Linked DNA regions of Mus musculus: all the other regions are linked to region 3. Evidence: chromatin contacts called from public promoter capture Hi-C data. All regions are on one chromosome and are shown on one strand. The core of a region is the stretch at or near the end of the contact, and the rest is flanking DNA. Distances in the headings are between cores, read along the strand shown.

Region 1 (2,700 bases), core at 176-2,675, 420 kb after region 3:
GCCTGTTGCACTGGTTAGTTTTATGTCGATTCGACACACACTTGAGTTTAGAGAACTTCATTCAGTTCAGGATAGGCTCTCAGCGCTGGAGAGGTGGCTCAGTGGTTAAGAGCACCGACTGCTCTTCAGAGCAGAGGTCCTGAGTTCAATTCCCAGCAACCACATGGTGGCTCACAACCATCTATAATGGGATCTGATGCCCACTCTTTTGTGTGTGAAGACAGCCACACTGTACTCATAAAAATAAATAAATCTTGAAAAAGAAAGAAGAAAAAGGATAGGCTCCCACCAAATTGGCCCATAGGCTCCCACCAAATTGGCCCATTCTCTTGATTACTGATTGATGTTGGAGGCGTAGCCTGTTGTGGATGGGGCCACCCCTAGGCAGGTGCTCCCTGATAATATAAGAAAGCAAACTGAGCAAGGCAGTAAGCAGTACTCCTCCATGGTCTGCACTACAGTCCCTGCCTCCAGGTTCCTGCCCTGCCTGGGGTCCTGCCCTGACTTCCCCTAGTGATGGACTATGACCCAATAGGATGAAAATAAGCCTTTTTTCTCTCCCAATTTACTTTTGGTCTTGTAGTTTTATCACAGCAATAAAAACCTCAACTAAGATAACAGTCAAGTTTATTATTAGCCCCGAGTCATAGGAAAACACTAAAAATTTCCCAGTTCAACATTTCCCTCCTGCATATTGTTTCCCTTCCCATAACTACATTTTTCATCCTCTCCCGCAAATGTCTTTCCAACTCCCCCACTGTGTTCTTTCAGACTTCCCACCAGGCAGAGGCTCTGACAACTGGTTCATTAGAAATTCTTTGGGGTCATGGACCAACTAACTATCTTTTATCGTAATCTTCTGGCCTGTGGGAGGCTATGCTGCTTTGCCTTTCTCAATAGAAGACAAACCCATCCTATAAGTACTTTGTAGACTGCATCAGGAGCAGAGCCAGGCAGAAGACCTGGTTATTTAACTCTAAGACCAAACATTTGTCTTCTGCTTATAACTGACTTTATATGCCTGTGGTTTGTCCTTGAGCAATTTCTGGGGCATGGACACTTAAGGGGGCATCAAAAGCAAAGTGTAGAAGGCAAAGAAATGAGAAGATACACCATACTATAAAGATTTGATACTTTGAAATCAGTCATTGGTCAAATGTCATATAAGAAGTGAATGCGAGAACATAGAAGAATTATATGGGAGGAGTCACCATTTGAGGTTTGTTGTGATTATCCCCCAGGGGGGACTGGGAAGATATTTTTTAAAGATATTTTAATGTTAATATATGCCTTTCCTACATGCCATGGCTTTATATGTATTTACTCTCCTGACTTTTCTTCCTCCATCTGGCATGCCAGCCAAGTGCGCACAAACACATTAGGTCTTTGTGTATTTAGGATTTAAAAGCGAGGTTGGGGAATATCCGGCTGTGGTGGTGTTTCCATGAGAGACCGAGCGCGATGCTGGTCAGAGGACAGCACATGACTCGTAGCTGTTTGTGCCAGCAAGTTTCTTCTGTCGGTTGCTTGTGGTGAAACGGCTTTGAAAGGGCTTATGAATTCTTTCGGCATAACCTTTGTTGGGAAAATGAATTACAAGTGGTTCGTTTTATGCCGAGCCTTTTGTTATCACCATTTAAAGCCATCCTGTTTGTTCACTTTGTGAGAGCTATTCTGCGGGCTGATGAATGTGTTTTATGAGAGAATAGAAGAGCCTGCAATTTGTTTTGATTGATCTTCATTTGGATTCAAAGAGAGCAGGTGCTGCCGTTTGGAATTGGTTTTGGCAGTGGCTCGGTTATATAAATATTAGAAATACAGACCAAAGCTTCTTTTAAATTATCTTTCTCCATAATGTAGGAGAGCTTTACGTTGAGTATTAAACCCTGTGGTTCTATTTTTACAACTTCTCATATAAACATGTTACATACCATATGTTTGAACATATGTATGTATATGTGGGCTCCATTGTGCAGATGTATAGCATGCAGATTTTCCATACTTCTTTAAAAGTGTATGCAGATATTATTCTCTCTCTTTTTTATTATTCACTTAAAAAATCTAAGAATGTGATTTCTGAATATAACAAGACGCTTTATTTTTTTTCTTCTAGTCTGAAAAGTGTAGACAGTTCTAGCTTTAGAAATTATGTCAAGGGTTGTTTTCAGTTGAGTGTGGTTTTTGTTGCTAATCTTTAAGCCTTCGAGAGTGACCCATTGGAGTTTTAAATCTTTTTTTCCCTGCTTTTCTGCATCTTTGTTATTGTTGTTTGTTCCCAAAAGCCCCATTGAGGGCTGCTGTGCCTCTCCTCAAACACATGGGGCAGATTATGGAAGTACTCCCTTTCCAGCTAGACTATGTACTTGCCCACATAGCTGCTCTCATCTTGTCCTCTGCAAACCGCCTTTGTTCAATGTCTGTGCTCCTCAGATAAGCAAATGGAACGTTCTGTGACACCCCCCCCCCTAGACTGGACTGACCCAGTTCCTCCTGCAAAAATCCAGAGCAGAGCTCATGGCTCACTGTGTCTGAGCTGTCTGCATTCCTCTCTCCCTCCCTCCCTCTCTCCTTCCATCCCACTGTGGTGATTTCCTAGTGAATTAGGCCCTGTCTTTGTCCTTATGGCCCCAGAGCCAGGCTCACTACCTGACATGTGATACTCATTAAACGTTTATTGAAAGAATGGGATTATTTGTTGTT
Region 2 (2,700 bases), core at 178-2,677, 480 kb after region 3:
TTCTGAGAATCCTGGCCACTGATGATGGTGATGTAGCAAGCTTCTGAGCATCCTGCCACTGATGATTATATAGCGAGCTTCTGAGCATTCTGGCTACTGCGGCTCTTTTTACCACCCTGTCCCTCTGAAATACTGGTGCCTGTCCCCATCACTCCCTACACAAGCACATGGGCCTGTTCTGGAGGTGGAGGGAAGATTGTTGGGTTTCATCAAGGGTTGCTATCCCTCAGGAGAACGCAGTGGGGCTTCATGATGCCAAGGGCAAGATCGCCCTCCTCCCTTGTGGCACACACTTAAAAGCTAACGGCTTTTCCTTCTAGATATCGTTAAACTTCTCATCAGCCAAAGAGATATCACAACAGTTCCCAGCACTGCTAATACAAGTATCTGTCACAGGACTGGGTATGATGGGACAAGATGGCTGCATATCTTGGTCCTGCTGTGTCCATTGCTTCACAGCCCAGCAAGCTCACTCTGGTCATTTCTGATCACACACAGTTGCTTTCTTGAGGAAAGTTCTTTTCAGAACAAGTTCTCATACCATTCCCTCAAATTTCCTTAGTGGTTCCTTAGGCCCAAAAGACACATTCTTCACAGAGTAGAACTTACAAAGGAGCTTTGCAGACTAAACCAACGAAAAGATCTTCATCTGCCTACTGGGTCTCCAGATGTTCTGACGACCCTCTCCACTACTCTCACGCCTCTCACCCACCAAGTCACAGACATCAGGCTTGCTCTCCAGGTAGCCACTCTGCACCCATCCCATGGTGATTGTCCATTGTGAAGAACATAGCCTTAAGAAGTCCGATCCATCTCATGAGTTACATCTTGGAGCAGCTAAGCTCAAATAAAATACAGAAGACGAATGGGCATGTCTCAAAAAAGGTCTCTGTAAAGAAACAGAGGCTGTGACACAAATCACCAAGTCCTGGCATCTGTCAAGTGGGGCCTGTTGAAACCCACACTGTGAGGATAGATGGCCGTAAGTAGGGGAAGAGAGAGAAGAGACCATTAATGAGTGATTACCAGCTGCATAGATAGATTTGAAGCTGCATCCCTGTTAATTTTGTACTGTGATGTCTGGATTTCTGCCAGGATTCTCGTGTCTATGTTCTCAGTATCATTAAAATTGGCCATATGCTTGCCGATTACACATTTCAGGTCTGAGCATGTATAACTTGGACAGGGAGGCGGTGGGGTGAAGGGCTTCCCAAGTGTGTAGCACTGTGAAGTGTTCCGTATTTGTTCCTAAACAAGCGGCCTCTACCCGAGAGGCCCCAGGCATGTTCATCTCTGCAGCCACGAGCTGTTTGCTCTGCCAGGTATTCACAAACCCAGTGGACCTCATAGGAGTTACTCAAAGGAATTTTTAGGCTCATCTACAGCAGTAAGAGCGAGAGCAGTGTGGGTGTTGTGCGCCATCCGGGAAATAGTAGCGGAGTTCATCTGCACCACGTGGTGTAAGTCTACATTGTTAGTGTGCACTGGCAGAGCCCCGTCGGGATATGCTTTCTTTCCGGTGGGAATAGCAAGGAGGGCTTGCAGATGATCGAAATGAGAAGATGCATGCATTTAAGCAGCTTTCGAGAGCTCAGGGGCGCACATGGAGAGTTGATTCAATTCTTTTTTGTTTGTCCTTCAAATCAGCCTTGAGAAGTTGCCAAGAACGTGGTAATGAAGTTCTCGGATTCCAGAGTGGAAATCATATTCCTGTCTTAATATCATAATCTCAGTCACTTACACAGTGATAAGTGTGTCCTCCAGAACGTTAATTCAAAAATGTTACCAAAACAGGCCAAATACTTTGATTGTCTTTTGTAAATTATATACTGAACGAGGACTGGACACATAACTGATCGAGCCATCCCCAGAATAGGTCAGTGCTAATAGAGAATTTTGAGACATTATTGGGAGAGATATTTAAGTCTGAATCTAGGATTTTCCAGACAGATTTTTCTCTCTTTTGATTTAAACGATATTTTTATTGTGGATTTCATACAATGTAATAGAAATATATACACTCCCTCCCCCAACTCCTCCCATAAGTACCACCCTCCCCTTCCTAGTCACCCAATTTGAGTCCTGGTCCGTCCCCCCCATTGAGTTTAGTTTGTACTGCCCAACTGCTCTTTGAAGTGGACTCTGCCCTGTAGTGTGGTTGACCGACCAACCAGGAGTCACATCATTAAAGAAAACGGAATGTCCCTCTCCCAGTCCCATCACATGCCAATAGCTTCTTAGCTAGTGGTGGGGTTCCTGCCCCTCTCCCTGGTCTACGCTAGGATTTTGTTTGAGTTGAGCTTGTTCAGGTCATGTACATGCTTCTAGACAGATTAAATCGCCCCATGATTCACCTGCTTGACCTTTCTGTTCCGTTATTTTGTACTCTCATAATTTTCAACTCTACTCATGGGAAGATTCTGCGGGCAATTGAGTTGCTGTGGATAAAGTCAGAAAGTAGAGAGTCTTGGGTCTGACTTAATTTTTTTATGAGAGCCTGGGATCTGCATTGGGTTTTACATTCATGAACAAACAATAGACTGAACCTTTTTCTTGCTTCTGTCGGGATGTCCTCATTGCATTAGAGATAACATCTCACGGGAGGGACTCTAAAGTGCACACAGTACTTGCTGGGTAGAGATAGTTCTTCCTTGCCTGAGAAAGTGTGCACTGAAGGCTGCACATCATTGTGTACTAATA
Region 3 (2,700 bases), core at 129-2,628:
AGAGGGGATCAGGGACCTTCCCCTTTCCTGTTTCTTAGTTTTCCACCATGACATGGACAGGCCTTCTCTGCCACATGCTCCCACCATGACAGGCTGGCTTATCACTAGACCAAAGCAATAAGGCCAAGAGAACATGGGTAAAACTTCTAGCCCTGTGAACCAAAATAAGCATTCTGTCATGTTGGTTACCTTAGACAACTAGTGATGTCTGAAGAGCTGACAGACACAGGCTGTCTGGTAGACACAGGTGGGAAGGGTGTAGGGCCACTGGCAGTGTAGCTAGGCTCTGAATCCCAAGACCACTATTCATGACACAAAATGAACAATAAAACGTATTGGAATTTAGCAAGAATGCACGTTCTTCTCTTTGATTTGAGTTATGAAAAAAGCTCCTCCAAGGCAAATCGAAGCCAGAGTCAGTCGCAGTTGCATTTCAACAAGGATCCCATTAAAGGAAGGACTTAAACTTCTGCCTTTCATATAGCAAAGGACTAATATTTCTATTGTTAACTGTGGGGTCCAGGAGTTGAAAGGCGATAGTGACTGAATCTTCCCCACTTTGGCTGGCTTAGAGTCAGGGCCTGGGACGGACAGGTGGCTTAAAGGAACCGCTCCTGGGCAAGGCTGCCATCTGCAGAGAGGGTGGAGATCTGTTTTATGTTAACCTTAAAGGGGAGAGGGAGGGGGAGGTGGAGGTAGAGGTGGAGGTGGAGGGGGAGAGAGGGAGAGGGAGAGGGAGAGGGAGAGGGAGAGGGAGAGGGAGAGGGAGAGGGAGAACAAAGAGAAGATGGGGAGGCCAGAGGTCAGTGCTGCTCCCTGTGGGAAAGATTCTGCAGTAGTCATGTGTGCCTTTAAGGGCAAAGTTTCTTTGTAATATGTCCCTTTTAATCAGAAGACTCTGAAAATAAACTAGTTATGAATCAAAAAGGCAGCTCCTAAAGTCTGGGCTTGTTTTGAGTTTTGTGGGGTGCCTTGATTGCAAAGAAGCAATGCTTCATTTCTTGCTCCAGATATAAGGCAGGATTCCCTAGGCTATCATTTCAGATGTCAGGAACCTTGAATGGAACAAACAAACAAACAAACTTTTCTCTACACAGGGTTTCTCCCCATTGTTTAGTAGAGCCTGGTCTAATATTTCCTCCTTAATATATCCTAGAATCCGTGTTTCTCTCAAGTGATGACAAACCAATCATACAGCCTTCCTGTCACTGTTGTCACAGGAAGATCTGCAGATCTTCGCGGACACGCGTCTGCTGCATTTCTTGGCTCCTCCTTTAGGTGGCGCTGTTTGACCATTTTCTCCACTGGTGCCTCAGTACTTGGGACCACATTCAGAAGAGGAGATTGACCCCCGTTGTTGATAAAACCCCACTTTCCCTTTCACAGGATGCTCTCTTTGCACGGAGTACAGCCAGCCGGTGCTCTTTCTGCATTGCAAGCCCGAGACATCTCTCTGTTGCAATAAAAATAAAGACTTCTGAATGACGTACTGCTGCCTGCTCTGTCGTTGCTCTGTCTGAGTCGCCGGGCAGCGGTGGCAGCCTTTAAAAACATAAGTGGATGGATGGTAAAGTGGGATGGGGTGGGGTGATGCGAGGAGATCTGCAAGTCACAGAATGTGGACTGATCGTTGCCATATAAAATAAGCTTGAAGAAGTAGCCTGAAACTGTGCAGGAAAACAGAAAAAGGAGAATTTGCTGTGGGGAGTTATCGGGAGAGGTCATTGTGGGCTGTTCCATGCACAATAACCATAGACTGCTTTTTAAATGTGTGTGTGTGTGTGTGTGTGTGTGTGTGTGTGCTTGCACAGTTCCATGCAGTTGTTCATATTTTCTTTTACAGTCAGAAAGTTGATTTATCTTCTCTTCTTATGGACTTCCTCCTAAAGTTGGAAGCCCCTTGAAAGCTCCCCTCCCCCGTTTATTTATTTATTTACTATTAACAACCATCTTTTGATTCTAGAGTATTAAAGGACAGTTGAACTTTGGGACTCTGGCTCTGGGTGGGGTTGGCAATGGAAGTACAGCATTTCTCAGGAGCTCACTGCTTGGGGACTTCACTCTTGACATTGTGATTCCTGCCCGGCATGGTGGCAGGTGTTGGCTGTTGTAGCCCTTGGAAAGCTAAAACAGAATTGATAGCCTAAGCTATAGTGACACCCAGTCTCAAACAGGACAACACAAAACTGACCCAAGTGTTAGCTTTTTACTTTTGCACTGTTTATTTCAAAGCAGTAGGCAACTTTGGGCTTGTTGTTAATTGTCTTTCATAGAAGATCAAGCTAAGGGGACAATGTAACTGACAAACTTGCTTCACCCACCCCTGGTGCCAGCGGCCAGCATCCCATGGCACTAGTAATGGGGTTGTACTGATTTGGCACCTACTGAGAGCATATTTGACCCATTATCTTTTCAGAATAAGATGCAATATCTCTTGTGTGGAATGATCTGGAAGGGGCCTGGTGCGCTCAGTTTCCTTCCAACACACGTTTGGTGAGATGAATTAGCCGTTTAAATCAGGAGATTCAGCAATTAGAGTCCATTTTTTTTTAACCCCAGAGAAGAGGAAGATATTTGCAGCTGTTTCAGAGAACGCTAAATCAGAGGCTGGTGGAACGTCGCTCTCCCTGAAGGCTTCCATTCCTCGGCAAGCAATCTGTGGGTTGCACATTGAACTGTGGGAGCATGAAGTGCTTGCTT
Region 4 (2,700 bases), core at 152-2,651, 290 kb after region 3:
AGAGAGTGGGGAGCCATGTGTTGGAAGAAGACTTTCCGAAGTGTCTGCTTTGAGGTCATCACATTCCTCCCCCTTGCTCTGTAAGCAAGCTCAATAAAATCAGAGGCTTCCCAGGGTGAACTGTGATGGGATCATGCTTGGATTTAGGGCTGGGATCTAATAGAAGAGGGTAGACAATGTTCATATCTCACCTGGGGAGGGAATTTTAGCATCAGGAAGTAATGTACTACTTAGTAATAAATAGTCAACTAAAACATCTCTTTTTATCCCAGTTCTTTCCCATCTCTTGTCTATCTGTATCTTAATCCTAAACAGCCTATCCAGAATATATTCAGATTTTATTCTCTTCTTCCTCCTCCTCCTCTTCCTCCTCTTCGTCTTTTTCCTCTTCCTCTTCTTCACCATCACCACCACCACTATCATCATCGTCATCATCATCTCCTCCCCTCCTCTGTGTGTGTGCGTTGCATGTGTGAAAGCCAAAGAGCAGCACTAAGTCTCTAACCTTGATCAGTGCCATCTTACTTTATGTAAAATAGTCTCTGGGTAAACACAAGACTCCTTCATTGAGTGGGCTAGCTGGCTAATGAGTTTCCAAAGATCTACCTGTCTCTACCATTCCCCCTTGCCTCTCGTAGCGCTGGGGTTGAGGATGCATGCTGCCACACCTGCCCTTTCACACAGGTGCTGGGCTCCAAATTCAGATCCCCACAGCTGTGTGACAGGTGTTTGCCAACTGAACCATCTCCCGAACTCTGTCTCTCTCCAGATTTATACCTTCATGTGGAATAAGTACTTGGGGGAAGTCAGTTCATCTCCTTCAGTAAGACTTTTCCGAGTGTCTTCAGTGCATCAGAAGCTGTTTGGGAGCATGAGCATCACGCCCCTCTAGGTCATGTTCAGCAAACTTACTTTCAAAAGCAGAAAGTTCATCATGCCGGGCATGGTGGTGCATGCCTTTAATCCCAGCACTTGGGAGGCAGAGGCAGGCGGATTTCTGAGTTCGAGGCCAGCCTGATCTACAAATGGTGAGTTCCAGGACAGCCAGGGCTATACAGAGAAACCCTGTCTTGAAAAACCAAAATAAAATAAAATAAAATAAAAAGCAGAAAGTTCATCATTTAGGTTGTATAAAACCTTAGATGCATAAGAACAGCCTTAGACATGAAAAAAAGATAGGTGTGGCTTATTCTACTAATTAATAGAACCAAACCTGTTTTATATCCACTTACAAAAATAGTCATCAGGAAGTTAGAGTTGGCCCACAGGCTAGAGATCACCTCTCTCTGCTCTATATTCTTAGCTCCTGGATGGAAACAGGTTGTCTCCATAGATGTGGTACACCCTAGGACTACTGAGAAACCATTGAAAAGGCTCAAAGCCACCAACTCAAAGAGGACCCAAGCTTTACACGTCAACCAACAGATCAGTGGGTGCTGAAGCTCAGAGATGAAGTAGCATAGGCATGGAGCCCTGAAGTGCAAACAGGATGCTACTGAGGGTAACAGGGCTGGAAATTCAGATGGTGCTCCATGGAAGGGAACGAAAGGCACGATTGATAGAGCCTCATTTTCTAACTCGCTTTCCCCCCTCCTCGTTTGGCTCCCCCTGGGACTTATGTGGACAAATGAACGAAGGTTAAAAATGATGGTGAGGTCCATTGTTGCCTGTCGGGTATTTTCAGGCTATCATCTTTCCTTTTCAGGAAAAAAAAAAGAAAAATAGCTCCGTGAAGTGGATGTCTTCAGAACACAATGTAAAACCGCTTCCTACCCCAGCAACATAGCTGGCACTCACAGGAGGGAACCAGAATAGAATGTAATGTTCTAACAGCTCCTCCAGCAGGGAGACTAAATACACACAAACTATTCTAAATCTGTATTTGCTGTGAGCAGGAGCAGTGACATAGTTCCATTCTGTTCCAAGGTTCATAGAACAAATTCTCTGCAAAGTGGTGGGGGGCGGGGGGATGCTTCATCACGCCGAATTCTCTAACTGCAACCTCACTTCTCTAAGATTAAAACAAACACCGGAGCTTCACTCTTTCCTTCTTCATTTAGAAACGTAGATCCTGAATGCACATAAAGAAGGACCTGGGAGGCTTAGGAGCAGTGCAGGTTTTCCTGGCCAAGGCAGCGTTGGTGTCTTTACATTGGCTGTTCACTTTGGGAAAGGGATTTATTGGGTTATACACAGAAGCAAGAGGGAGCCATCATCGCAGAAGTCTCAAAGCTGCCCATGCTTAAGGCCCATGCTTGCGGTAGACTAAATGCTGCTGGTTTAACTTCTGCCCCCAGCAGCTTCCCAGCTCTGTTGATCCCTCCTGCTGAGTGGCTTGGCTCACACTCTGTGTCTCCTTCCTTAGCAACCCTTGGTTTCTCCTTCTTCTTATGATTTGCACAGGGAATGCTCTCCCCAAAGCTCAGAGGGTTAATGGTTGGTCTCCAGCTTGGGAGAACATTTTGAGGGGGTTCTAGAATGCCTAGGATGTATGGCCTAACTGCAAAAAGGGTCTCCTGTATGTGTGGGGGTGTTTTTTCAGGTTATACCTGGCCCTATCCCCTCCCCTTTCCATGCTTTCTGGACACCATAAGGAGACAGCTTCCTCTTCCATTCGATTCTACCACCTTCATGTTCTGCCTGATATGGACCCGACCTAGCCAAGGCTCATGGATTAAAATCCTTGAACTTGTGAGCTAA

Evidence for each region. Promoter capture Hi-C pulls out the DNA fragments that hold promoters and counts their contacts.
Region 1: a promoter capture Hi-C map of hippocampal neurons shows a contact between it and region 3, with 4 times the contacts expected there. A contact is called at or near these places in 4 of 39 promoter capture datasets (embryonic stem cells, hippocampal neurons, liver and 1 more), 1 of 484 Hi-C or Micro-C datasets (bone marrow-derived macrophages), 6 of 130 datasets of targeted methods (astrocytes, bone marrow-derived macrophages, cardiomyocytes and 3 more) and 1 of 9 other capture datasets (adipose tissue).
Region 2: a promoter capture Hi-C map of hippocampal neurons shows a contact between it and region 3, with 4 times the contacts expected there. A contact is called at or near these places in 5 of 39 promoter capture datasets (the 3T3-L1 cell line, embryonic stem cells, hippocampal neurons and 2 more), 2 of 484 Hi-C or Micro-C datasets (embryonic stem cells and nephron progenitors) and 3 of 130 datasets of targeted methods (astrocytes, embryonic stem cells and large pre-B cells).
Region 4: a contact with region 3 is called in a promoter capture Hi-C map of hippocampal neurons, with 4 times the contacts expected there. A contact is called at or near these places in 3 of 39 promoter capture datasets (the 3T3-L1 cell line, embryonic stem cells and hippocampal neurons), 3 of 484 Hi-C or Micro-C datasets (the G1E-ER4 cell line, bone marrow-derived macrophages and erythroblasts), 6 of 130 datasets of targeted methods (the NIH/3T3 cell line, bone marrow-derived macrophages, embryonic basal ganglia and 3 more) and 3 of 9 other capture datasets (adipose tissue, liver and pancreatic islet).

The regions. Positions count from the first base shown.
Region 1 is chr19:24,452,441-24,455,140 of GRCm38.p6, reverse strand. All of the region lies in intron 1 of Pip5k1b (phosphatidylinositol-4-phosphate 5-kinase, type 1 beta), which reads left to right. Among named protein-coding and RNA genes, the nearest start is that of Fam122a, 24 kb to the left of the region's middle.
Region 2 is chr19:24,386,063-24,388,762 of GRCm38.p6, reverse strand. All of the region lies in intron 5 of Pip5k1b (phosphatidylinositol-4-phosphate 5-kinase, type 1 beta), which reads left to right. Among named protein-coding and RNA genes, the nearest start is that of Pip5k1bos, 29 kb to the left of the region's middle.
Region 3 is chr19:24,870,064-24,872,763 of GRCm38.p6, reverse strand. No RefSeq gene overlaps it. Among named protein-coding and RNA genes, the nearest start is that of Pgm5, 9.6 kb to the right of the region's middle.
Region 4 is chr19:24,583,327-24,586,026 of GRCm38.p6, reverse strand. No RefSeq gene overlaps it. Among named protein-coding and RNA genes, the nearest start is that of Gm50341, 28 kb to the right of the region's middle.